Regions from separate parts of the Sus scrofa genome. Here regions 1 and 2 are each linked to region 3. Evidence: chromatin contacts called from public HiChIP or PLAC-seq data. All regions are on one chromosome and are shown on one strand. The core of a region is the stretch at or near the end of the contact, and the rest is flanking DNA. Distances in the headings are between cores, read along the strand shown. Region 1 holds the start of LOC110261347. Region 2 holds the start of SLC35E2B (solute carrier family 35 member E2B). Region 3 holds the start of MMP23B (matrix metalloproteinase-23).

Evidence for each region. HiChIP or PLAC-seq counts read pairs in DNA pulled down with a chosen protein or histone mark.
Region 1: an H3K27ac HiChIP or PLAC-seq map of skeletal muscle shows a contact between it and region 3. The contact joins the promoter of LOC110261347 here to the promoter of MMP23B in region 3. A contact is called at or near these places in 3 of 47 Hi-C or Micro-C datasets (embryonic fibroblasts, heart right ventricle and liver) and 2 of 2 datasets of contacts at active chromatin or transcription factors (alveolar macrophages and skeletal muscle).
Region 2: a contact with region 3 is called in an H3K27ac HiChIP or PLAC-seq map of skeletal muscle. The contact joins the promoter of SLC35E2B here to the promoter of MMP23B in region 3. A contact is called at or near these places in 5 of 47 Hi-C or Micro-C datasets (embryonic fibroblasts, heart right ventricle, liver and 1 more) and 2 of 2 datasets of contacts at active chromatin or transcription factors (alveolar macrophages and skeletal muscle).

The regions. Positions count from the first base shown.
Region 1 is chr6:63,860,583-63,864,692 of Sscrofa11.1, forward strand. It overlaps LOC110261347, which reads left to right and starts at 2,616. Exons shown (of 3, transcript XR_002345412.1): 1 at 2,616-2,812; 2 at 3,321-3,519. NADK (NAD kinase) reads right to left here and starts at 3,555. Exons shown (of 12, transcript XM_021097484.1): 1 at 3,414-3,555; 2 at 3,166-3,221.
Region 2 is chr6:63,839,424-63,843,649 of Sscrofa11.1, forward strand. It overlaps SLC35E2B (solute carrier family 35 member E2B), which reads right to left and starts at 2,977. Exons shown (of 10, transcript XM_021097474.1): 1 at 2,127-2,977.
Region 3 is chr6:63,799,788-63,803,492 of Sscrofa11.1, forward strand. It overlaps MMP23B (matrix metalloproteinase-23), which reads left to right and starts at 1,881. Exons shown (of 8, transcript XM_021097479.1): 1 at 1,881-2,336; 2 at 2,673-2,809; 3 at 2,889-3,028; 4 at 3,106-3,313; 5 at 3,641-3,705. The coding sequence starts at 2,148. It overlaps MIB2 (E3 ubiquitin-protein ligase MIB2), which reads left to right. Exons shown (of 20, transcript XM_021097467.1): 19 at 69-134; 20 at 286-638. The coding sequence ends at 524.

The DNA.
Region 1 (4,110 bases), core at 1,366-3,865, 62 kb after region 3:
ACCAACCAGAAAATGGGCAAGCGAAGAAAAACCACAAGAGGGTGTGCCTATGGCCCCCAGCAGGTGACAAGCCACTCCTTGCCAGCTATTAGGAAGTCTGTCTGCCACTCCACATCCCTCTGAAAGGCTCAAAGGAGGAAAGCTGGAAAGGCAACAGAGAAATGCCCCTCCCAGGCTGCTATGGGAACAGAAAAGGGACAGACTCTGGAAAAGTCTGACAGTGTCAAAACTAAACCCACAGCCCAGCAACTGCACCTGGGCATTCGTCCCAGCAACACACCTGATGTCCACACAACAACCTGCCCATGGACACTCACTGCAGCTCTCTCTGCAGGAGCCGAACTGCACTGAGAGCGAGTGGACACTGGACCTGAGCTGCTTCTGCAACCTACTCCACAGCTCACGGTAACACCAGATCCCAACCCACTGAGCAAGGCCAGGGATTGAACCCACATCCTCAAGAATACTAGACGGATTTGTTTCTGCTCTGCCACAACATGAACTTCCTATTTTAACTGTGTTTTTTTTTTTTGGGGGGGGGGTCTTTTTGCCTTTTCTAGGGCTGCTCCCGCGGCATATGGAAGTTCTCAGGCTAGGGGTCTAATCGGAGCTGTAGCCACTGGCCTACACCACAGCCACAGCAACTTGGGATCCGAGGCACATCTGCGACCCACACCACAGCTCACGGCAACGCCGGATCCTTAACCCACTGAGCAAGGCTAGGGATAGAACCCGAAACCTCATGGTTCCTGGTTGGATTCGTTAACCACTGAGCTATGACGGGAACGCCTTAACTATTTTAAAAGGATGAAATTTTAACTCCATCCAAGTTTCATTAAGTTCCTAACAGCACAAATCTAGTATTTAAAAACTTCTCCATCAGAGGAGTTCCCATCGTGGCGCAGTGGAAAGGAATCCGACGAGGAAACATGAGGTTGTGGATTTGATCCCTGGCCTCACTCAGTGGGTTAAGGATTCGGTGTTACCATAGGTCGAAGACATGGCTCGGCTCTGGCATTGCTGTGGCTGTGGTGAAGGCCAGCAGCTGCAGCTCGGATTGGGCCCCTCGCCTGGGAACCTCCATATGCTGTGGGTGCAGCCCTAAAAAGCAAAGTGCTGGCAAGGACTTGATCAAACTGGGCAGTCACCCAGGGGGTCTGAACCCAGAAAGGCCTTTTGGAAAGCTCGGCACAAAAGGTGACCGAAGAGCCAGCCTACGGGGGCCACACAAAGGAGCAAAATAAGAGACCTGGGGCGGGTGGACAGGGGTGGCTGCTTAGCTCGGAAGGAAGCGGGTACCATGCCACCTGCGGCAGAGCTTCGCATCCCTCCAGGCCGCCCTCACCCAGCTTCTCTCCAACTGTCTGAACACCTATCTGCCTGTACCCGGGCCGGGAAACTGCGGGTCTGGGAGACACAGCAGAGCGTGAGCCAGAGAAAGGAATCCCGGAGTCACCCCCGACCCCCTTGAGGGCCAGTGCCGGTCAGCAGGGGAGGGCAAGCCTTCAGGGAGACCCTGCAGGCAGAAGAGCGCCCCCCAACCCCGCCAATGCCCCCTCCGACGCTGGAACATCCGCGTCCAGAGAGAAGCCCCGACTTGAGGCCAAGAAGGTGCGAGGGCACCAACCCGCGGGAAGAACCACCTGCCTCTTGATTCTGCAGCTTAAACAGACCTTCGCGGGGTTCCCGTCTTTCTTACTGGGGCACCGCTTGCTCCTGGCACCTCCCCGAAAACCCTCGAGGCGGTGAGCGAGTTAAGCACCGGGACCAAGCCCACTCACAAGTTCAGCGGAGACCAGAGCACCGGGGCCTCTTCTGGGGAGCTCGTGTCCGTGCCGCCCGGAGCTGCCCGCCCCCATGTCCCTGCCCTCAAGTCCCTGCGGCAAGAGCAGAGGTCACGGCCGGGAGGCTCGGGGGGGGAGGCCGGAGTGGGGCGCACCCAGCAGGGCGAGGCGCTCCCGCACGTGGACCGCGGCGCGCCGGACAGGAAGGCAAAGGGAACAGGGTCTCAGCCAGGACCCAGCGGGCCAGCCGCCGGGTCGTCGGGGAGGCGCTGGGCAGCGAGCTCAGACGCGCCTTCCCAGGAGTCATACCGCGACGTGACCCCCTAAGTGACCGCCTCGCCTGAGGACCGGACCCTCCAAGCTGTCCCCACAGCGCGGACTCCGTCCGGCCGCCCCGACACCTGCGCCGAGCCTGAGGCAGGGGCGGCCGGCCAGCGCCTCCCAGCTCCACACCCGTGCGGTGGGCAGGGACGCCTTGGCCCTGCGACCCCAGCACCCGCTCCCATGACCCTGGGCGGCGGGCTGGGCCGAGGGGACGCGCGCTCACCGTTCGCTTCCCCGGGCGCCTGCGGGGCCGTCGTCTCGCTGGGACGCGCCCGCGGGTTCCGCAGCCCCGCCGCCGCTCGCCGTCGCTAGCCGGCTCCCGGCGCCGCGGCCGACTCCCGCCCCATGGCCGCCCCCCGCCCCACGGCCGCCCGGCCCGCGGCGCCGGCCCGCGGAGTAGCGATGCCGCCGCGCCGCCAGTGCGCACGCGCGCCCCGGCTGACCCCCGCGCGGACCCGCGCGCCTGCGTAGGAGACCGCCCCGCCCCCCGCGTCTACGCACGCGCCCCGCCCCGCCCCGCGCGCGCCGCGGCCGCCCGCACGGGCGTCCGCCCGGGCCTGGGGGCGGGACCCCGGCTGCCAACACCTCCGCAGCAGCCCCGGGAGGACCCTGGTGCCCACTCCCCGCGCCGCGTCGGAAGCGCGTTCTCGGGCCTCATGCCCCGCCCCCCATTCGGCCCCCCGCTTCTCTGCCCCGCGGGCCTGGTGAGCTGACTGCAGGCCCCGCGAGTGGCGACACCACCCGCCACAGACCCTGTAACTGCCAGGGCGTGGCTCTGCTTAACAGGAGTGTGTTTTGGGAAGCAGAAGTCGGTATGCGCAGCAGCAACAGAGCTGTGCCCCTGGGCCGCCCGCGCTTGCCCACCCTGAGCGGCTTGGCGGGTCCCTGCACACCTAGACCTGGGCCTGGGGTCTCAAGGGACCTGCTGACACTGTTCTCCCTAACCCGCGAGCCCCGTACTGGAGGACCTAGAGAGGAGGGGGACCAAGGTGACGTTGCACACCCCTCGCCCCCAAGCCCTTTCCCCCAAGGCTCGCCAAACTGACTGGTTACCCACCACCTGGGTGCCGGACGTCAGGGATCCCAGCTGTGTGCCTCTCTCCGGGGACGTGTCTGGGAACAAGCAGATGCAGGGTCACTGTAGATGAGGCTGGCCAGGCACCAGGCTTTGTAATCGCCTGGCTCTCAGGGCCTGCCGTTATTCCTTCCTAGAGCCCTGCTCCCGGGACAAGAAGCACCTGACCGAGGCCATGTGTGGACTAGAGTCCTCTGAGCAGCCTGGCTTCTACCTTCCCGCCCCCATACCTGAGGGCGAGTCTTCTCTAGCCAGGACTCCTGGGCCTGTGTCTGGAGACCTGGAACACACCTCTCACTGCTGTCCTAGGACCCCTGGTCAGTGGGGTCACCGAGGGTGAGTGGAGAGGGAGGCAGATGGCGGGAACTGGAGGGGGTTTCTCAAGTTCTGTAACTTCCCCATCGGGCTCTTTTGTAAACTCAACCACTTCCCCAAAGTGACCATTAGCCACACCCTGAGAAAAGCAAAGCCTTTTGAGCTGTGGGTTGGAGTATGATTGTCAACAATACTAATGCTAGGCTAGGCCTCCTGGGAACCTTCTAGAGCAGGGGGGGCACTTTGCACAGAAGGCTGCAAGGCAGGAGTTCCAGCCTTGTCGCCAGCCACGGCACACAGCAGGCATGCATCCTGTGTACCCCTCCCTAAAGGGAGCTTGTACAGGTGCGTCTTACTCGTCTTACTCACGGAAATGTGCCGCCTGGGCCTTGGCCATAGGCTTCAGGCCACAGTGCTTCCCCATTTCAGAAGTAAGAAAACAGGGGCTGCGTGCGGGCTTCCTTCAGCTGAGTGTAATTGTGCAATTTCTCCCAGCAGGCCCTGGGTCCCACCCAGGGATTCCAAGCTGCCAGCTCACACCCTGCAATCAGGAAGGCCAGTGCTGGGAGGGGCGCTTTAGGGCCTCCAGAAGCTTCCTAGAGTAGGTTTTGC
Region 2 (4,226 bases), core at 1,727-4,226, 41 kb after region 3:
CTGGCTGGGAACTTCTGCAGGCCCCAGGTACAGACAAAAAGAAAAAATAATAATAATAAAGAAACAATCCAGGAGTTCCCGTCGTGGCTCAGTGGTTAACGAATCCGACTAGGAACCATAAGGTTGCAGGTTCGATCCCTGGCCTTGCTCAGTGGATTAAGGATCCGGCGTTGCCATGAGCTGTGCTGTAGGTTGCAGACTCAGCTTGGATCCCACATTGCTGTGGCTCTGGTGTAGGCCAGCGGCTACAGCTCCAATTAGACCCTGAGCCTAGGAACCTCCTCCATATGCTGTGGAAGTGGCCCAAGAAATGGCAAAGACAAAAAAAAAGAAAAAAGAAACAATCCAACAAAGGCCCATATTGTACATACAAAGATGGTCAAAAGCTTTGTTTTTAAAACTGAGAAACTAACACAAGCCAAGTGTCAAATAAGGAATGTGTAAGACACTCTGTCACATAATGGCACACTGTGCATGAAGAGGACACAGTGCAGCCCAACAAGTTTTGACCAAAATGTATTTGTCATAGACTATGTGAGAGCAGAGTTACAAGACCTCTGTACAACACATTCTGGTTTAAAAAGTACGAATGGTTCAGAAGAACACAGGTCCGGTCGCCAAGCATGGTCAGCTCTGGGAGGCACAATATCAGACTGTCCTGATTTTTCTTGTGTTTTGGCTTCTCTCTATTTTCTCACTGGTCTGCTCATTGAAAATAGATTTCTTAACAAGGACCAACTGTAAGGCACAGGGAACTGCATTCAATATCTTGCAATAAGCTATCGGGGAAAATAGTCTAAAAAGAGTAGGTATCTCTGTATGACTGCATCACTTTGCTGTCCACCTGAAACTAACACGACCTGTAAATCACTATACTTCAATGAAGAAAAATTTTTTCAAAAAAAACAGATTTCTTTGATGTAAAAACTTTCCAATTCCCTTTCTTAATGCTCCTTTTCATGCTGATTAATACAGTTTCATTCTACTTTAAAACGCTACTTGCAAGTTGAAAGGTTTTTGTTAAAGGACATATTAAAACACAAAAAAAACTTTAAGCCACTGAACACAAAATCTGCCTCTAAAGAGAGTTGTTTTCTTTCTTTTACAGCAGTGGTGGGTAAGCAAGGCTTCGGAACATGAACACAGGGGGAACTGCCTGGACCTCCACAGGCCTCCAAAACCGGGTACAGAAAAATCACCTGAGGACTAGAATGAAGGCATAGCTCTGGTTTCCCAAGCCAATTTGCAAATGACAGCTAGCTAGAATCAGCGCCCTGCAGGAGTCTGCCATTATACATATAATTTCCAATCTTCTATGATTTGGGGCAGAAAAATACCAACTGCAACGAATTGGAAGGCGATCGCCCCCTTTAGCTCTGGAGGGGACGGTTTATCCCACCTCGGGGGGCGCCACGGTCGACGGTAGAAAACGCAAAGACCCCGGACGCAGTGTCCCTGCCCGGCCTCTGATCCCTCCCAGCGTGCAGGGCGCCGAGCCCCCAGCCCTGCCCGAGGACGCCCAGCCCCCGCCCCTCCTGGGCCTCCACCGGACCCGGAGACCCCCAGCCCCAGCTCCGCTTCAGGAGCTGAGCGGACGCGGGGCAGGAACGCGGGGCCCGCCCCGGGGGCCTTGTGTCGAGCGAGACAGCGCCCCGCGGCCGCGCCATCCACCCTGAGAGGCGGCCTGGGGGCTTCACGTGGTGGACGCGAGGGACAGTCACCCTGCGGTTGCCGGGCCTCGGGAGGATGGACGGCCCCGGACGACTGGGCCACGCGCGGGCCGAGGCTCTGGGGTGCCCAATGGCCGCGCCCGCAAGGGGGTCCGCAGGCCGGGGGAGGGAGGAGGCCGGAGAGAGGGGCGACCCCCGGAGGCAACCCGCCCGGCCAGCTTTATTCAGGACGTCACCCACCAAGGAAGCCCGCGGCCAGACGGCGCGCGGACCACGTAGCCTCGGGACGCCGCCCCGCCGCCCCGCCGCCCCGCCGCCCCGCCGCCCCGCCGCCCCGCCGCCCCGCCGCCCCGCCGCCCCGCCGCCCCGCCGCCCCGCCGCCCCGCCGCCCCGCCGCCCCGCCGCCCCGCCGCCCCGCCGCCCCGCCGCCCCGCCCACACACAGGGCCCCGCCCACCTCCCGGCGACGGTGGCTCCGGGAGCGAACGGCAGCAGACCCGGCCCAGGTGAGGTGGGCGGGCCCCGAGCGGACCCGCGGGTCCCTCCGGGCGGCGGGGCGGGGCCGGGGGCGGGGCGAGCCGGAACGGAAGTGAGGCTGTCGACACGGAAGCCGGGATCCGGAAGTGACGTATCGGAAGCCCGCGGCCGCTCCTCGCAGTCCGGAGGGACTCGCTGCCGCTCGCTGCGAGTGTCCCGCCTTCGTCGCCGCTGCTGTGTAGCCGGGGCCGGAGACGCGCTGCTGGGCAGTTCCCCGCTCTGTACTTCCCTTGTCACCCTCCAGGCTGTACGACCGGGGCTCAGGAGGGGAAGGTGCTGCTGGGCAACAGCGCGCTCGGCATTTGCCCCCTTGGCCCCCTCGGGGCCGGACCACCGCGGCCCTGGAGAGGCGGCCAGTCCGTGGAGGCGAAGACCTACAAGCCCCTAGGGGCCGCTCTCCGGGTTTGGGTTTCAAGGGACGAAACTCCAGCCGCAACACACCTACTTTAGGGAAGGAGAGATGGGCTGAGGCGACCAGCGCAGGAGCTCTGGGAGCTGCTGGATCCCGAGGCCACGCCCCCTGGCGCTGCGGTGATTGGAGGAGCGGTGGGTAGCCCCGCCCAGGGGCGTGGCCTAGGCCCGCTTGGGTGCCAGGCTCCGCCTGGCCGGTTGCTCCTGCTGCTGGCCTAGTCTCTCTTGTCCGGTTTTCCTCCCCTGCTTACTTTTTAACTTAAGTTTTAGGAGCAAGGGTACAGCTAATGGGCTCTTCTTAACGACTGCTTTTTGGCCAAACTTTTGCATTTTTTCCATATTGTTTTAAAATTAATAAAGTTTCAGAATTCCCTGTGGCACAGCGGGTTAAGGATCCTGTGGTTGTCACTGCAGTGGCTCTGGTCACTGCTTTGGAGCGGTTTCGATCCCTAGCCTGGGAACTTCCAAATGCTGTGGGCACGCACAAAAACAAATGAATAAAATTTCTCCTTTAGGTCCTGGCCAGAGGGTCAGTTAATGGAGGGTGGTATCTGCCCATCCCTAGGCACCCACAGGCAGGGCTTTCCGTGAGATTCTTTAGAGACTGTAACTGGAGGAGCATCAGGGGAGCCCCAGGGGCTGGTCAAGGGCCTGGCCCTGAAAATGCAAAATAAAAGAAAGCATCGGAGTTCCCGTCGTGGCTCAATGGTCAACGAATCTGACTAGGAACCATGAGGTTGGGGGTTCGATCCCTGGCCCCGCTCAGTGGGTTAAGGATCTGGCATTGCCATGAGCCCTGGTGTAGGTTGCAGATGCGCCTCAGATCTGGCATTTCTGTGAACCTGGGAACCTCCATATGCCACGGATGCAGCCCTAGAAAAAGACAAAACAAAAACAAAAACAGCAAAAAAATGAAATTCATGTGTACTTACCTCTGAACATTATATGGTGCCATTTTCATCATCTCTAAATTGAGTGTGCAGGACCCTCAACAAGTTTATGGGGTGGCTTTTCCTACTTTGCACAAAACCCTGAGATGACGGGATTTTCTGAGGGGCCACACCTGTGACATTCCGAAGTTCCCAGGCCAACCCCACACCACAATGGTGACCAGCACCACAGCGGTGACAGTGCCAGGGAACTCCAACTGAGATGCTTGATGACTGCCCAGCTGTGCTGGATTGTTGATGGTCAGTGAGTTACTTGGAAACAAATAGTTTCAAAAGCAAACTTACAGAAAGTATCAAAAATTTTTTGCAGAGTTCCCGTCATGACTCAGTGGTTAACGACTCTGACTAGGAACCATGAGGTTGCAGGTTGGATCCCTGGCCTTGCTCAGTGGGTTAAAGAGCTAAGGATCCAGTGTCGCTGTGAGCTGTGCTGTAGATCGCAGACACAGCTTGGATCCTGCGTTGCTGTGGCTCTGGCGTAGGCTGTCGGCTACAGCTCCGACTCAACCCCTAGCCTGGGAAGCTCCATATGCTGTGGGTGTGGCCCTGGAAAAAGACAAAAAGACAAAAAAAAAATTTGTTTTGAGATCTTTCTTACATTTTATCTGGGACAGTGCCATTTAATAATTTTGAAATGATGTCAGAGGAGCCTGGGCCCC
Region 3 (3,705 bases), core at 631-3,130:
GCGGGGGCGGGGAGGAGGGGGCGGGGCCGGGCGGCACTGCCCGCTTACGCTCATGCGCCCCCCTGCAGAGTGTGCGCGCAGGATGAAGAAGTGCATCAGATGCCAGGTGGTCATCGGCAAGAAGCTGCGGCCAGGTGGGGGCTCGGCCCCGCCCCCGGCCCCGCCCGCTCCCCACGGCCCCGCCCCCGGGTGGGGGCGCACTCCAACGCTCGCCCTCCCGGAGGTTCTCCCCCAGGGCCCTGCTCCCCACGGCCCCCCGGCCCTGACGGAGACCCCTTCCCGCAGACGGCACGGAGGTGCTCAGCGCGGGCCCCGCACCTGGTCCGCCGCGGCAGCTGGTGGAGGAGCTGCAGAGCCGCTACCGGCAGATGGAGGAGCGCATCACCTGCCCCATCTGCATCGACAGCCACATCCGCCTCGTGTTCCAGTGCGGCCACGGCGCGTGCGCGCCCTGCGGAGCCGCGCTCAGCGCCTGCCCCATCTGCCGCCAGCCCATCCGCGACCGCATCCAGATCTTCGTCTAGCTCGCGCCTCCCCCTCGACCCCGCGTCCCGGCCGCGCCCGCCTGGTTCCGGCGCCACGCCCCGCGACCTCCTTCGCAGGCCCCTACCCTCTGTTTTATAAAAAGATGTACGGACTCTTCGCATCTGGTTGCCTGCCTGCGGCGGGGCCGCGCGGCCCCCCCCTGCCCCCGCCCCCGCTCCATTTATGCCGCTGATCCAGCTCTGGGGCTCTGCGCTTTGGCCGGAGGTCCCGCCCGGCCTCGGCCAGAAGGGATGGGGCACAGGCCCGCAGTGTCGTCCAGGAGCAGTGGGTGGGCCGAAGCCCCCGCAGCGCCGCCTCCCTGCGCCTGGAGCGGCCGTGGACACAGGCTCTGGCCAGACCCGATCTCACGACGGGCCTGTGGGGTCTTGGCTAGACGGGAGAGGGCCAGGCGTCTGTCTCAGGACCTCTGAGCCTGGGGGGCGGAACACGGACCTGGGGAGAGGGCACGGCACAGGGCGGGGTGTTGGTTTATTGGCACAGATGTTTAGCCACGGAGGGGGGCGCTGCCCTCGTCTGGGCCCGTCTGGGCCCAGCGGCCGGGCGCTTTCCAAGAACCACCCGAAAAGCTCCCCCGGAGCCTCACGGCTGCTCGCCAGCCACTTGGCGCTGACCCCGCTGGCCCGGCGCGCCACTGTCACTCTGGGCTCCAGGCCTGGATGGAGAACGGGGAGGGCCAGCACCCCCGGCTTCGTCCGGCTCGGCGCCTTGCCACTCGCCCGATTCCGCCCCCAGCCCCAGCCCCAGCCCCCGCCCCCACCTCATCTCCCCTCCCCTCAGTCGGCTCCGCCCCGCGGGCCTCCCTGCCCTGGATCCCGGTTCCCCCAGCCCAGAGCGCCCTCGCCAGCATCCCGTCTGGCACGGCTCCTCTGCCAGGCGCTGCCTGAAGGAGCCCTGTCGAGTCTCCTGCCCCCAGGACAGCCAGTCGCCCAGCCCCTACCCGGGACCTTGGAGACCTGGGCCGTGCAGCCGCCCCCTGAGGGCGCCTAGTGGGGATTCCCGGCTCCTGCGCCCCCACCCCCGCCCCTTGTGCGCGTCCCCTCTCGCCCCCAGGAAGGTCCCCTTCCTGCCTGGTTCCCCAAGCCTCGCTCTGCGGGCGCTGCCCCTCTCCCTCTTTCTCCTCAGCACCGTACCCACTTGCCACGTCCCCTCCCGTTGCGTCCCTCCCCTCTCGTGGGGTCCCTGTGAGGCCTGCGTCTGCGGGGATGGAGTGGGGAGACGTGTCCAGAGCTGGCCACGCTCCCGGGTCTCATTCAGTGTCCAGCGGGCTGGGGCGGGGGCTCGGTTTAGGAAAAAAGCTGCCAAGTCACTCAACCCCCCAGCGAGTTGGGGACCCCAGGCGACCAGCCCTGCCTAAGCCTGAGCTGTCCCTTCTCTGGCGTCCGGGGGCCCTTCTTGTCTTACTCCCCCTCCATGACCCCGCCCAGCGGGCCCTGCCCAGGCCACTGCCACCAACCCACAAGCCCAGGTCCCCGCGTCCCAGGCTGGAGGCGGCGGGGTTGCTCCCGACAGCGGGCGGCCAGCTGGTTCCCTTCAGGGGCGGCCGCGCCCCCCTCCCCGCAGGGCTGTAACCCGAGCCGCCGCCGCGCCTCCCCACCGCCCCGATGAGCCCCGACAGCGAGTCCGCAGGCGCCATGGGCCGCCGCGCCTGCGTCCCCTCGGCGGCGTCGGGGGCCCGCGACCAGGCCCGCCGGCTCGGAGCTGTGCTGGGCGCGCTGTGCCTGCTACCCGCGCTCCTGCTCTTGGCCCGGCTCGGGGCCCCGGCGGCCCGGCTCGCGGCGAGCGCAGCGCAAGTGAGAGGGGGAGCGGGAAGCGGGCGGGTCGGGGCCGCCCGCGGTCCGGGTGTGAGTCCTTGTGTCCGCGAGTCCGTGCGTCCGCCGGTGGGGGTGGGGGGGAGCATCTGTCGCCAGCTCCGCCTCCGACCTAGCTGGGTTTTGGTAACCTTTCTCTTTTTGGCTGTTAACCCTCGCCCGGGGTGGAGAACCTTCGGACGCAGAAAGGCAAAGAGCGGCACCGAAAGCGCTCGCCGGAGGCGGTGCCTCCGTTTCCTTCCAGGCCCTTTTCCTCCGCGTCCTGGGCTTAGAGACAGCTCCTGCTGCCTCCCCACGGACCACTTGCTTCCCTTGAAGGGAGACGCCGCGCCCCACCCCATGGGCGCCCCGACCACCCCGAGCCTCGGCCCCCTGCACCCCCAGGCGCCTCGAAGACGCCGCTACACGCTGACCCCCGCCAGGCTGCGTTGGGACCACTTTAACCTCACGTACAGGTGCGACCCTGGCCCTGGGGAGCAGTGCGGGGCCGCCTGGCCGCCAGCCCTGACCTTGACCAGCCACCCCGCTCCCCAGGATCCTCTCCTTCCCGAGGAACCTGCTGAGCCCCAGCGAAACCCGGCGGGGCCTGGCCGCCGCCTTTCGCATGTGGAGCGACGTGTCCCCCTTCAGCTTCCGCGAGGTGGCCCCCGAGCAGCCCAGCGACCTCCGCATAGGTGGGCGACCTCCGCAGAGATGGGCACTGCGCCCCTGCCCCGCCCCGGGGCCGCCTCTCAGCCCTGTGCTCCCCTAGGCTTCTACCCCGTCAACCACACCGACTGCCTGGTCTCCCCGCTGCACCACTGCTTCGACGGCCCCACGGGCGAGCTGGCCCACGCCTTCTTCCCCCCGCACGGCGGCATCCACTTTGACGACAGCGAGTACTGGGTCCTGGGCCCCACACGCTACAGCTGGAAGAAAGGTGACGGCCGGCCTGGCCTCAGTGGGGCCCTCGCACCACGGTGGGCACAGCGGGAGGGCTTTGGGGGGTCGTGGCTGGGGTCTGGGGTCAAGCAGGCCGGGAGGGGAGGCTTCGAAAGGCCGTAGGCCTGGGTTCTGGGAGCCCCGACCCTCCCCCCCACCCCACGCCACTGGAGCCGGAGCCGGAGCCGCATTCCTGGGGGCCAGCTCACCGCCTCGCTGGCTCGGAACATTCTTATCTGCCCATGGCTGCGCGGAGGGAGGCTCCCTGCACTGCCGCAGCTGTGTGGGCTGCAGGGAGCTGCGCGGCCGGCGGGGGGTGGAGGGCTGGGCCGGGGTCCGAGGCGCTGACCTGCAGGGGCCCGCAGGCGTGTGGCTCACCGACCTGGTGCACGTGGCGGCCCACGAGATCGGCCACGCGCTGGGCCTGATG